Regions from separate parts of the Mus musculus genome. Here region 1 is linked to region 2. The links are chromatin contacts, called in public promoter capture Hi-C maps. All regions are on one chromosome and are shown on one strand. Each heading gives the region's core, a stretch centred on a gene start, on an enhancer-like site or on the middle of the called end of the contact. The rest is flanking DNA. Distances are from core to core; before and after follow the strand shown.

Evidence for each region. Promoter capture Hi-C pulls out the DNA fragments that hold promoters and counts their contacts.
Region 1: a contact with region 2 is called in a promoter capture Hi-C map of hippocampal neurons, with 8 times the contacts expected there. The contact joins the promoter of Tmem47 here to the promoter of Cfap47 in region 2. A contact is called at or near these places in 4 of 39 promoter capture datasets (cranial neural crest, hippocampal neurons, liver and 1 more) and 1 of 115 datasets of contacts at active chromatin or transcription factors (astrocytes).

The regions. Positions count from the first base shown.
Region 1 is chrX:81,068,199-81,073,296 of GRCm38.p6, forward strand. It overlaps Tmem47 (transmembrane protein 47), which reads left to right and starts at 2,446. Exons shown (of 3, transcript NM_138751.2): 1 at 2,446-2,962. The coding sequence starts at 2,737.
Region 2 is chrX:79,513,612-79,518,825 of GRCm38.p6, forward strand. It overlaps Cfap47 (cilia and flagella associated protein 47), which reads right to left and starts at 3,740. Exons shown (of 65, transcript NM_001368718.2): 1 at 3,480-3,740; 2 at 2,236-2,387; 3 at 968-1,083. The coding sequence starts at 3,674.

The DNA of each region.
Region 1 (5,098 bases), core at 1,196-3,695, 1.6 Mb after region 2:
TGACCACATGAGTTTACTAATATATTATTTAAAATAAATAGTATTTTTTTTTTGTTTGAAGCCCTTATATATTTTACAGGTGAACACTGAGGATTGTTGATCCTCACTATGCCATGCAAACTTTATAAATGCAGGTAGAAGAATCAGAGTATTTTAGCAGAATTTGGCCTTTTGTTGTTAGAGGTAGTTTACTTTTCTACTTTTTGGAGATAACAGATTTGGTTTTTTTGAAATAGTGCAAAGTAGCTCCAGCAAGCAGTCGAAAACAATACAGAACAAATACAGTAAGTGTGGAGGTTGGTGTAGGAGTGTTGTAGAATGAATAATAAGCATGATGAATAAGGAAAATGTTAGTTGAGTCAGAAAAGTTAGTTGTTAGAATTTGGAGGGTGAAACAATGTCATTATAACCTGGAGTATGCTTAGGAAAATTTCCTAAAGATTATTTTTGGATTATAAATCTGCAAGTGTAAATCTGAGCAAAAGGAAATGTCACAGCCCTAGTCACCAGAGTTCATTCTTCAGGTTTGGAAATTTTCAGTGTTTTATAAGGATCTGTTTTAGCAAGGTATGGGGCACTTAGTACTCTAACCCTGCATCAAAGAAGCATTTGGAAGACCTAGGTAAAGGAAGGAGCTCCTTAAAAAGAATAAAAAATAAAAAATGGGTATTTTATTATTTGTTTACATTTCAAATGTTATCCCTTTCCTGGTTTCCCTTCTGAAAACAGCCTATCCCATCCCCTCTCACCCTGCTTCTGTGAGGGTGTTCACCCACCCACCCATCCACCCACTCCTGCCTCACCACCTGCCCTAGCATTCCTCTACACTGGAAGAAACAATTTTGAGTGTGTTCCTTGCTTGTTTTTGGTGCCTCCTGAAGAAATTAACCTGATAATGGTTGAAGAGTAAAAAAATAGCCAGCTCTCCTATTTATAGTTTTAAGAAAACTTTGGGTTTCATTCTACTTGGGGCTTCTTCTTTTTCTCAGATCACCTGATACTACTTTGATTGCTTCTTCCACTCCAAGTGTTCTTGTCAAAATGTGCTATGCCTGTGCAAAGAGGATGTTAGAAGAGAATGAGTGTTAAGGACCCCCTTATCCCTGCACAGAAAGTATGAGAGCCATTAAGGTTGAGGTATTATGTCAGGGGTGAGAAGCACGCCAAGGGGCATTCTTCAGGTCAGTGTCCTCATTTTTGACTTTCACACTAAGTTATTGAAAAGGTAAATGATCTGGAAACACTCTTAGACAATGATCTGAACATTAAATTGCTTTTTCTTTTTCTTTTAGGCAAGAGGGAAAGTAGTTGAAAAAAAAAAAAAAGGCATGAAACAACTCCCATCCCCAATCACTTTGAATTGACAATTACAAACCACAAATCCAGTTTCAAGGGGTGTGCAGTTCTCATAAATCAGCCAAAAGCGTGAAGCCCCTCCTCAAGAACCAAGGCAATGCCCTTTGAAGAGTCCTTGTGTAAGTCAATTTAATGAAAAATCTATGTAGATGCATTAGTTCCATTCAGGATCCTTATATCACAGCTTCTTATCTCAGGCCCTGTAGTAGAGTTTGTGGAAGAACAGGGAAATGTAGTAGAGCTTGTGGAAGAACAGGGAAAGCTTATCACCGAGGGTAGGAATTCAGATCTAGCTGAACACAGTGAAGAGAAATTTAGGGATTTTAGCCAAATTATAAAGGACAGAACAGCAGAGTTGCAAATAGGGCTAGCTTTATGCTTGTCTTTTTTTTTTTTTTTTTTTTTTTTTTCTGAGACAGGGTTTCTCTGTGTAGCCCTGGCTGACCTGGAACTCACTCTGTAGACCAAGCTGGCCTCGAACTCAGAAATCCGCCTGCCTCTGTCTCCCATGTGCTGGGATTAAAGGCGTGAGCCACCAATGCCTGGCTAGCTTCATGTTTACACTTTGTGAAATCTCTCATTCATTTTATCTCTCTCTTGCCCTTCAGAGGAGAGCAAAGGCTGTTTTCAGATTGAGAACTGACTTAATTTGGAGCTGGAAGGTAGGGATGGAAGGGTGTCTCCAGGGCTCGTCCTGGGTTCAGAGTGGGAAGTGTTACTTTTCCCCTCCTTCCACAACCTCATTCCGGATGTGAATTGATTAGCAAGAGGGTAGAACATCGCCCTGTGTGGAACCCATCTTTTCTCCAAAGGCCACAGCCTAGGAAGCCACATCAAGAAGAGAACTAGAAAAATGGTCAGTCCCTGTTCCCTAGGAAAGGAAAAGCCACGTGACCCGGAGACAGGGCGAGGGAGCGACCCCGGAGCAACCGCGGTCCGGCTGGCTGCAGAGAAGAATTGCTGCGCGCAGTGACCAAGGGATTAGTGGCGAGACCGGCGGGAGCCAGAGCCTTCCGCCGTCCGGGTGCAGACCCTCAGTCTCTCTCCTAAGGCGCCGCCTCCCGCAGCCTGGGGCGGGGCTGGGGCGGAGCCAGGTTGGCCGCGCCAGGGAGGAGCAGGCGCGGGCGCGGGCGCGGGCTGATCGCTTGCTGAAGATTCTCTCTGCGTTTGCTGTCGCTGCAGCAGCGGACGACCTCCTTAGGGCCAGGCGTCCCAGCTAGGCAAGTCCAGTTGACCACTCGGTGTGCTTAACTGAGACCCAAGGTACGACTTCTTGGCGCGGTTAGCGCCGCTTTCCTGTTCGGGAGGTCCCGCTCCAGGCTCTTCGGACCCTCCTGGCGTCCTCGTTTGCGTCGGGAAGGGCGGCAGCGGCGCCCGGGCATGGCTTCGGCTGGCAGCGGCATGGAAGAGGTGCGAGTGTCGGTGCTGACCCCGCTCAAGCTGGTCGGGCTGGTGTGCATCTTCTTGGCGCTGTGTCTGGATCTGGGAGCTGTTCTGAGCCCGGCCTGGGTCACCGCGGACCACCAGTACTACCTGTCCCTGTGGGAGTCCTGCCGGAAACCCGCCAACCTGGATATCTGGCATTGCGAATCCACTCTCGGCAGCGGTGAGCGCCCCCACCCCACCTCCGGTGCCGCGCCCCTTGCTCCCGCGTGGCCATCCTGGGCTCCTCCGCTGCCACCGCCTCTCTGGGAGCCACCTCCCCCACTTTCCTTCGCTCCCCTCCCTGCCTCCTTGCCCTACCTTCTCGGCCCTTGGACCCCAGGACCCTCTTGCATGTGCCCCTCTCTCGAAGGGGTCCGGGTAGGCAAGACTCCAGAGACCTCCTACGCCCTCTACTCCTCCCTTGCTCATCCCTCCAGTTTTGGAGTAACACGTCTGCTATTTTGGGCAATTGTTATCATTGAGGGCGAGAACCATGTGGCTGTGTAAAAGACGCAATGCCTTCCACACCCCCGTTAGAAAAGAAATGGGTAAAACGCTCCAAATCTGTGTGGGTTCTCTGTTCCAACCCTCTAAGAGAAATTTGCCCAAGTTTTCCTGAAGGCCCACATTTCCCCCTATTCTATTTCACTTTACCTGGTGTATTGGCTAGGAACCCTGACTAAGACACCTGGCTTTTCCCGAGTGAATTTTCGTGTGTGTGTGTGTGTGTGTGTGTGTGTGTGTGTGTGTGTGTGTGTGTGTATTTCCCCTTTAAATTTTGGGGAGGGATACCGAGAGTCAGGAGAGACTGATGAATTTTCTTTCCTTTTTTGGCGACACCATTGTTGCTTCTGAGTTTCCTTTCTTTCACTCCCACAGTAAGAAACTCCCCTTTCTTCCACTCCGTTTTCTCTGAGCTAGTTACTCACAGTTGCCTGGAAAGTTCTGCTTCATTCAGCAAGCAGTGAAAATTGTGTGCGGATGGGAAACGGGGTAGAGTAGGCGGTAGCCATTGTGGCTACTAGCTCAAAGGGACTTTGTGGCTTTATTCTCTTCCTGATCCTCTAGTTTTTGTTTTTGTTTTGTTTTGTTTTTAACCCCATTTCCAGAGTCCCATTCCTAAGAATTTGCCAACTTCCAATTTCTTGCTGAAAACTATTGCTACTTGAATTCTGTTTCTTCAGCTGCTGCTGTGTGCACAGATTAAGGAATGTAAAAGGGAGGCTCTGCTGGGTGCTTTTTTTTTTTTTTTTTCTTTTTAATGCTGGCGCGCGCTAACACACACACACACACACACACACACACACACACACACACACACACACGCACAAGCTCACGCTCACACTCACACACTGACCTGAGAAACTCATTAAATCCCTTCTTGATAGTTTCAAGTCTTTTCTGAAACAATTTTTTTAAGCTTTGCTGGAAACGTTTCAAGTTCTAATAAAGTTGAAATAGCACAAAGACCACACACACACACACACACACACACACACACACACAAATCCGACTTTTCTTTGTCTTACGTTTTTTGTTATAGGAGAAATTAGTTCACTTAGTTAAATTTCTTCCAGAAATTTAATTTTGTGCTTACAAAGGCTTTTTCTTTGCTGTTACCTCAGAATACCTATTGAAGGCTTTCTTTGTTGATTGATTCTTAGTGAAGGGGACTGGTTGGCAGCAGGAGGTCAACACTCAGGCTTTTTAATTCTTTCAGGATTAGTTGTTTACAACTGAAGATAAAATAAACCCACAAAATGCCTTTCTTTGGTAACCAGGGGCTCCAAATAAACTTTGGAAAAAATATCTTTTCTTTCTCCCTTCAATAGAAATGGAAATTTATGTAGGAATGCCAGCTTCAGCAGATCTCCTTAGCAACGTGAATCTTTTGCCCCCTTCACTCTGTCTCCTGAAATAATAGCCCTCTGATTGCATAAAGACTTTTCAGATAGGTTGGAGAAACCAGCTTCAGCTCCCATTTGCTTTTTAGGCTATTATCCTTTTCTCTTGGCTTGGAATGTGGGGAATGGACGAAAAGCAGCTTCAGTTTGTTTGCTAATCTTTCCTTAATTGCCTCCATACCGATTGATTTTAGCTACAAAGAAATTTGTAACTGGACCAAAAAGAAAAATAAAAGAATAAAAAAACAAAAAAACCCCAAAGATTTCAGCTGGGCAAATACGGAGACATAAGCTTAATGCAAATATGGTGTCCATAGGACTGTGGAAAGGGAAAATCAAAGGCAAGCATGCTTTCTGAGCCCCCCACCCCCGCCCCAGCCTACGCCCCTTATTCTATCTCCATGTCCTTCAAC
Region 2 (5,214 bases), core at 2,490-4,989:
ACCAAATCACTAAAAGCTAAACGAATATGATTTAAATAGAAATAGCTATCAGTTTTATGCTTGTGTATCTTTTGAAGAACTATGTAATGGGATATATTGGCTTTGCGTTAATAATTTCCAATGTTCAAGTGGGCAGCTAAGAAAAAACAGTATAGAGGTAAAGAGGTTTGTAATTAAGATCTCCTTATGTATTCATCATGCAGTCTCAGGGAGACAGAGCCTATCTACTATTCGTCCTCATATTAGATTGGGAGACAAGGCAATCTTGCGCTTAATGATGTTGACCATCTAATCAAAATGATGACAGACTATAGCCATGGGTATCATCAATAAAAACTGTATCTGACAACACAGACTTTTATGAAAACATCTGGGCCACAATAAAAAATTCTAAAAATAATCTAATCTGGAGAAAAGTGTTCTTTCAGTGACAAATGAATAGATTAATAAAAGCCTTCAAGGGATCATGTTATGAATGGCAATTTGAGTATGACAAAGAGGATATATTTCATGTCCATGATGAAACAGGGATTATACCAAAAATTTAGGTATATACTAAGTAACCATCATATATTAACTGTTCTCCCCTCATGACAAAGAAAATCTCAAATTCAATTTCTTTAAAAACACTTGTCCAATACCTAAAGAGTAAGGCACTGAGGTCTAGTTAAGTCTCTGGATGAGCCTAACAATAGCATTACTTCTATAACATAATTCTGCCTGTCATTCTCAGGAAAGTCACCAGTCATATAACAAAGAGGTTGTGATAATACAGATTTTAAGAGGCAGGTTCAATTTTCCTGAATGATTGAGTATCTAGCCTTTGTAGTCTTTGGGGGACTTTGGTTTTCAACTATTACAAATGACAGACATCTTTTCTTTTCTTGATGACTCAGAAAATCTATTATACAATATGCACACTTAAAATAATAATTGTAACTCTTCTAAATGTGTGAGCCACATTTACCTGGAGCTTTGCCACGGTTAATAATAGTAATCTCTTTACAATGCACTTTACTATTGGCAACCAATGTGCCAAAATCAACTACTGGTACAATTTCCAGCTGACAGACTGGAATCAGCCTAAAAGAGAAGAGAGGAAGCACACAATTATGTTCAACCAATTAGTAACATCTTCATAGTTAGGTCCATGGAGACTACACACATACACACACACACACACACACACACACACACACACAAACTCACATACACTTTATATACATCTTTAACTCCTAAAAAGCCATTTCAGTTTATCTATGGGTCCATTGATAACACTGCTGTCAACATGAAAAGTCATACAATAACATATGTAAGCTTTAATACGCCCTATTTTTAACAAGGAAAATTGTACTTTATAAATATTATTTAACAGACTACTCATTTATCTCAGTTTAGTGTTACTCTAACATATTTGAAATTCCTTTTGAAAATCTCCAAATACATTAAATGTTTAGAAACCTGTTAAAAAAGAAGGAACTGACTTCAATACTTTGAATGTTAAATTAAATAAATGTTAAATTAAAGAAAGGAATGATACTATAACAGAACATTTAGGGAATATTATACTTATATTCTGTTGCTGTCATAAAGCAAATACTGACGAAAACCAGCTTAGGGAGGAATGGATTTATTTGGTCTACATATCTAGATTCCACTCTATCATTGAGGGCTGACAGCATAGGAACTCAAGCAAAAGCAGAGGCATGAAGCACACAGGAACAGTACTTACTGGATTGCTCCCCTATGGCTTGCTGAGCTTGCTTTCTTAAAAATGATCATCTGGCCAGGGAAGGCACTGCCCACAGTAGACTGGACCCACCCACACCAATCATTACTCAAGAAAACACACCCACAGACTTGACTACAAGATAATAAAGAACTTCAATTGAGGGCCTCTCTTCACAGGGGATTCTGGATCAGGATGATCAAAATATGTATGGGGTATAAAACAACATCTCTATACAAAGAAAGTTGATTTGTTACATGTGTCTTTAATTTAATGTGCTCACACGTAGCATATATGTAGTGTGCATTTTCAGATATCTTTTAAAATTCATTGTCACATAGGAAGAAATCCTATGACATACTGAGTTTATATTTAAAGTATAAGCTCTATTTTTCAGGATGCTCTTAAATTATTAGTACAACTTAGTAACAACAAACTTCTTATAGAACAGAGATGTGCCGATTACATACCCAATTAGAGGAATATCTAGTACTTTAATTACATACCCAAATAGAGGAATATCTAGGACTTTATTTCCTACAGAAATAAAGATGTGATCAGACATGTCTTCATTTTTATTAGGATGATATTCCACCATTGCTGTCATCTGAAGGCCAGAAGCAAGCTCCTTATCCAGACTGGTCAACAACAATTTGAACTTTTGTGGAAAAAAGATGAAGTCAACACTATTAGTTCCTTATAAGGAATGATTAGATGCAACTATAGCTATGGAGTGTGCATTACTATCAAGCATAGATCTTATCCCCACTTAGCTTTAAAAAAAAAAACTTTTTAAAACTTCAAACTGAAAAAAAACTTTAAACTAATAAATGATAATTGTATATATTTGTGAGGAATGATGATTAGGACTGTATTAAAAATGCCCTTTTTATCTTAGTACTTTATAAATGGATTATGGCACAAACCTTTCCATTAATGCCTCAATTAATAATTCCTTGAGGAATCAAGAACTTTATGTATCTACATGGTAATTAACAATAATACTTCAATTTTTTTTTCTCCTAGGGTTTCAAGACAATTTCAGAATCATGAAGACATGCATACAGAATTGGAATTCTTACAAGTAGGTAGTAACCATCATTGTATGCATAATGCTTCATAATTCTGTAACTTTTTGTCAATTAAAAATAAAAACGGGAATGAGGCCTTTCTAAACACAATATGAAGAATCATATTTTCTATCAGCTTTGCCGTACCTAGTCTCTCCCCTATTCCTTGAACTTGAAGCAGAGGTGTTTCTCCAATCCCTCCCTTTCTCCCTCCTTCCTTTCCTCTGTCTCCCACTTTTCATCATTATTTCTCCTCCACCTCCATCTCCCTGCCCTTTCCTCTTCCTTCTTCCCTCCCTCTTTCCCTTCCTCTCTTTCTCCCTCTTTCTCTCCCTTCCTTCCATTCCTCCTCCTGTCTCCTCTCACTCCCTCTTTCCCTGCCTTTCTCCGTTCCTCTCAGTCTTCCTCCCTCTCTCTCCTTTACAGTCCCTCTGAGTTTCTCTCCTCTATCTCCCTGTCTCTGCCCCACTCTTTACACCTTCACACATTTCTTCCTCCTTCTCCCTTCCCTCCACCCCCCACCCCCACCCCACCCCCACCCCCACCCCCGCTTCCCGTCAGCAAATACAATCCTTCCTCCAGTTCCTCAGAGGCATAGATTTTGATATTTGGCCAAAGGAATGCTCAAGTGCTCAAGTGAGGAGGCTACCAGGAAGCTTTCAGTACCCTTAAAGTGTCACCTGTGGCTTCGATGGCTCTTGAAACCTGATCTTCTGGTTCCAACGGCCCAAATTGTGTACAGTAAGAGGGAGGCGGTATACTTTCCCAGATACTGCATCCTGGAACTTCAGCACCAGGGGATTTACCCGCAGCTGAACTTCCTTCTTAAGGGTATCTATATCCCGAGGGGCTACTGAGCCCCGCTCTGCATCCATTACAGCCCTCTAAAGAGCCAGCAACCAGGTGCGGACTTGACCAACTCCCGACTGGCGAGAGACAACAGATGTAGCTAGGTAACAAGCACTAGGAACCAACGGTTGGAATCCCACGTGCGCGTGGGCGGGACCATTCGCGCTGTCCTCAGCCTTCTTCACCCAGAAGTCTCCAGTGCTTGTCCCGCCCCGACCAGGCCCCCCACGTGGATCTGCCGCTTGCTCCATCTACAAGGGAAATTATGCTACCCTCACATCAGACCTTAAAACCCTCTCCTCTGTCCCTGACCCTGCAACAGAAGCTTGCGCATGCGCAGTAGTAGTAACCCCGCCCCTTCAATGGTATGACCCAAGGCCTTAAGGTGGCAGTTGGAACAGAACTAAGAACTGGGTGGCAAGTGTCAACAAAACAATTTGAAAATAATTTACACCAGCCTCAAATACAGACATGGCCTGGCAGGGTTTCAAAGTGGCATTTGGTATAATGGGCACTTTCCAGGATTTTCTTTTAGGGCAAGCTTAGTGAAAATGATGTGCTTATTAAGGCAGCCACATTTGACTGAAATGAAGGGTTTTAATAAGGAGGATAGTGTCAGTGGCCGCTAGGCCAGCATTTCTGTGTTTTTTGTAAGGTCAAACTATTGGATTAATATAAAATTTATCAATAGAGATGAGTAAATAAACAAGTCTATCCATGGTATGCAATAAGTTCTTTGTGACTTTAATGAAAATATTTTGCTTTCTTTTTTCTCACAATTCTAAGGAATAGATCTACTTACTGTCTTAAGCATGCAAGCATTCTACCACTGAGTGACATTCTCAAACTCTATATAATTAAAATTTAAAGAAATGAAATACACACACCTCATATAAAGGCAATCCTATGATTTATTATTCCATAATCTGCAATATCTGGAGCATTGCCCAAGAATCTGCACGTGCAGGATTCCCAGAGGATTTCAATCATGGTGTTCAGTGGCCTATACTCTGATTATAGAGGCTTTAGAAATGGTATTAGCTATTTGATGAGTAATTTTTGAAGTTATTGTTTAAGTATAAAGTATAAAGTCAACTTGCTCATTTATTGGAATTGTTGTTGTCAGTTGCAACAGGAAGGTAGTTGGCCATCCTCATCCCTTAGCCTCCAGAATGGTATGGTTTAATAGGCCTGAGCTACCAGACTCCACTAATACTTAGTGAGAATTTAAAGTTTTGAAAACACTCTGTAAAACAGTTTTGAAAATGTTTATTAAGCAAGTCACAAAACTGCCATGCAATTTACAAGTTGTATTCATGGGCATTTATTCTAGAGAAATACAACTTTTTACATATAAAACTTCAGTATTGCAAATATGAATTTTATTTCTATTAATCAAATCCTGAAATAATCCAATGAAAATAACTCAGTGATGAATAAAAAAAATCTATAATACATACATCCTAAAATACTGCTCCACAATGAGAATCAATGATAGATGTAAAATCCTAGTGACACACTGAGTACTAGAAATTGTCAAAGTATAAAAGAGCCACAGACCTTAGT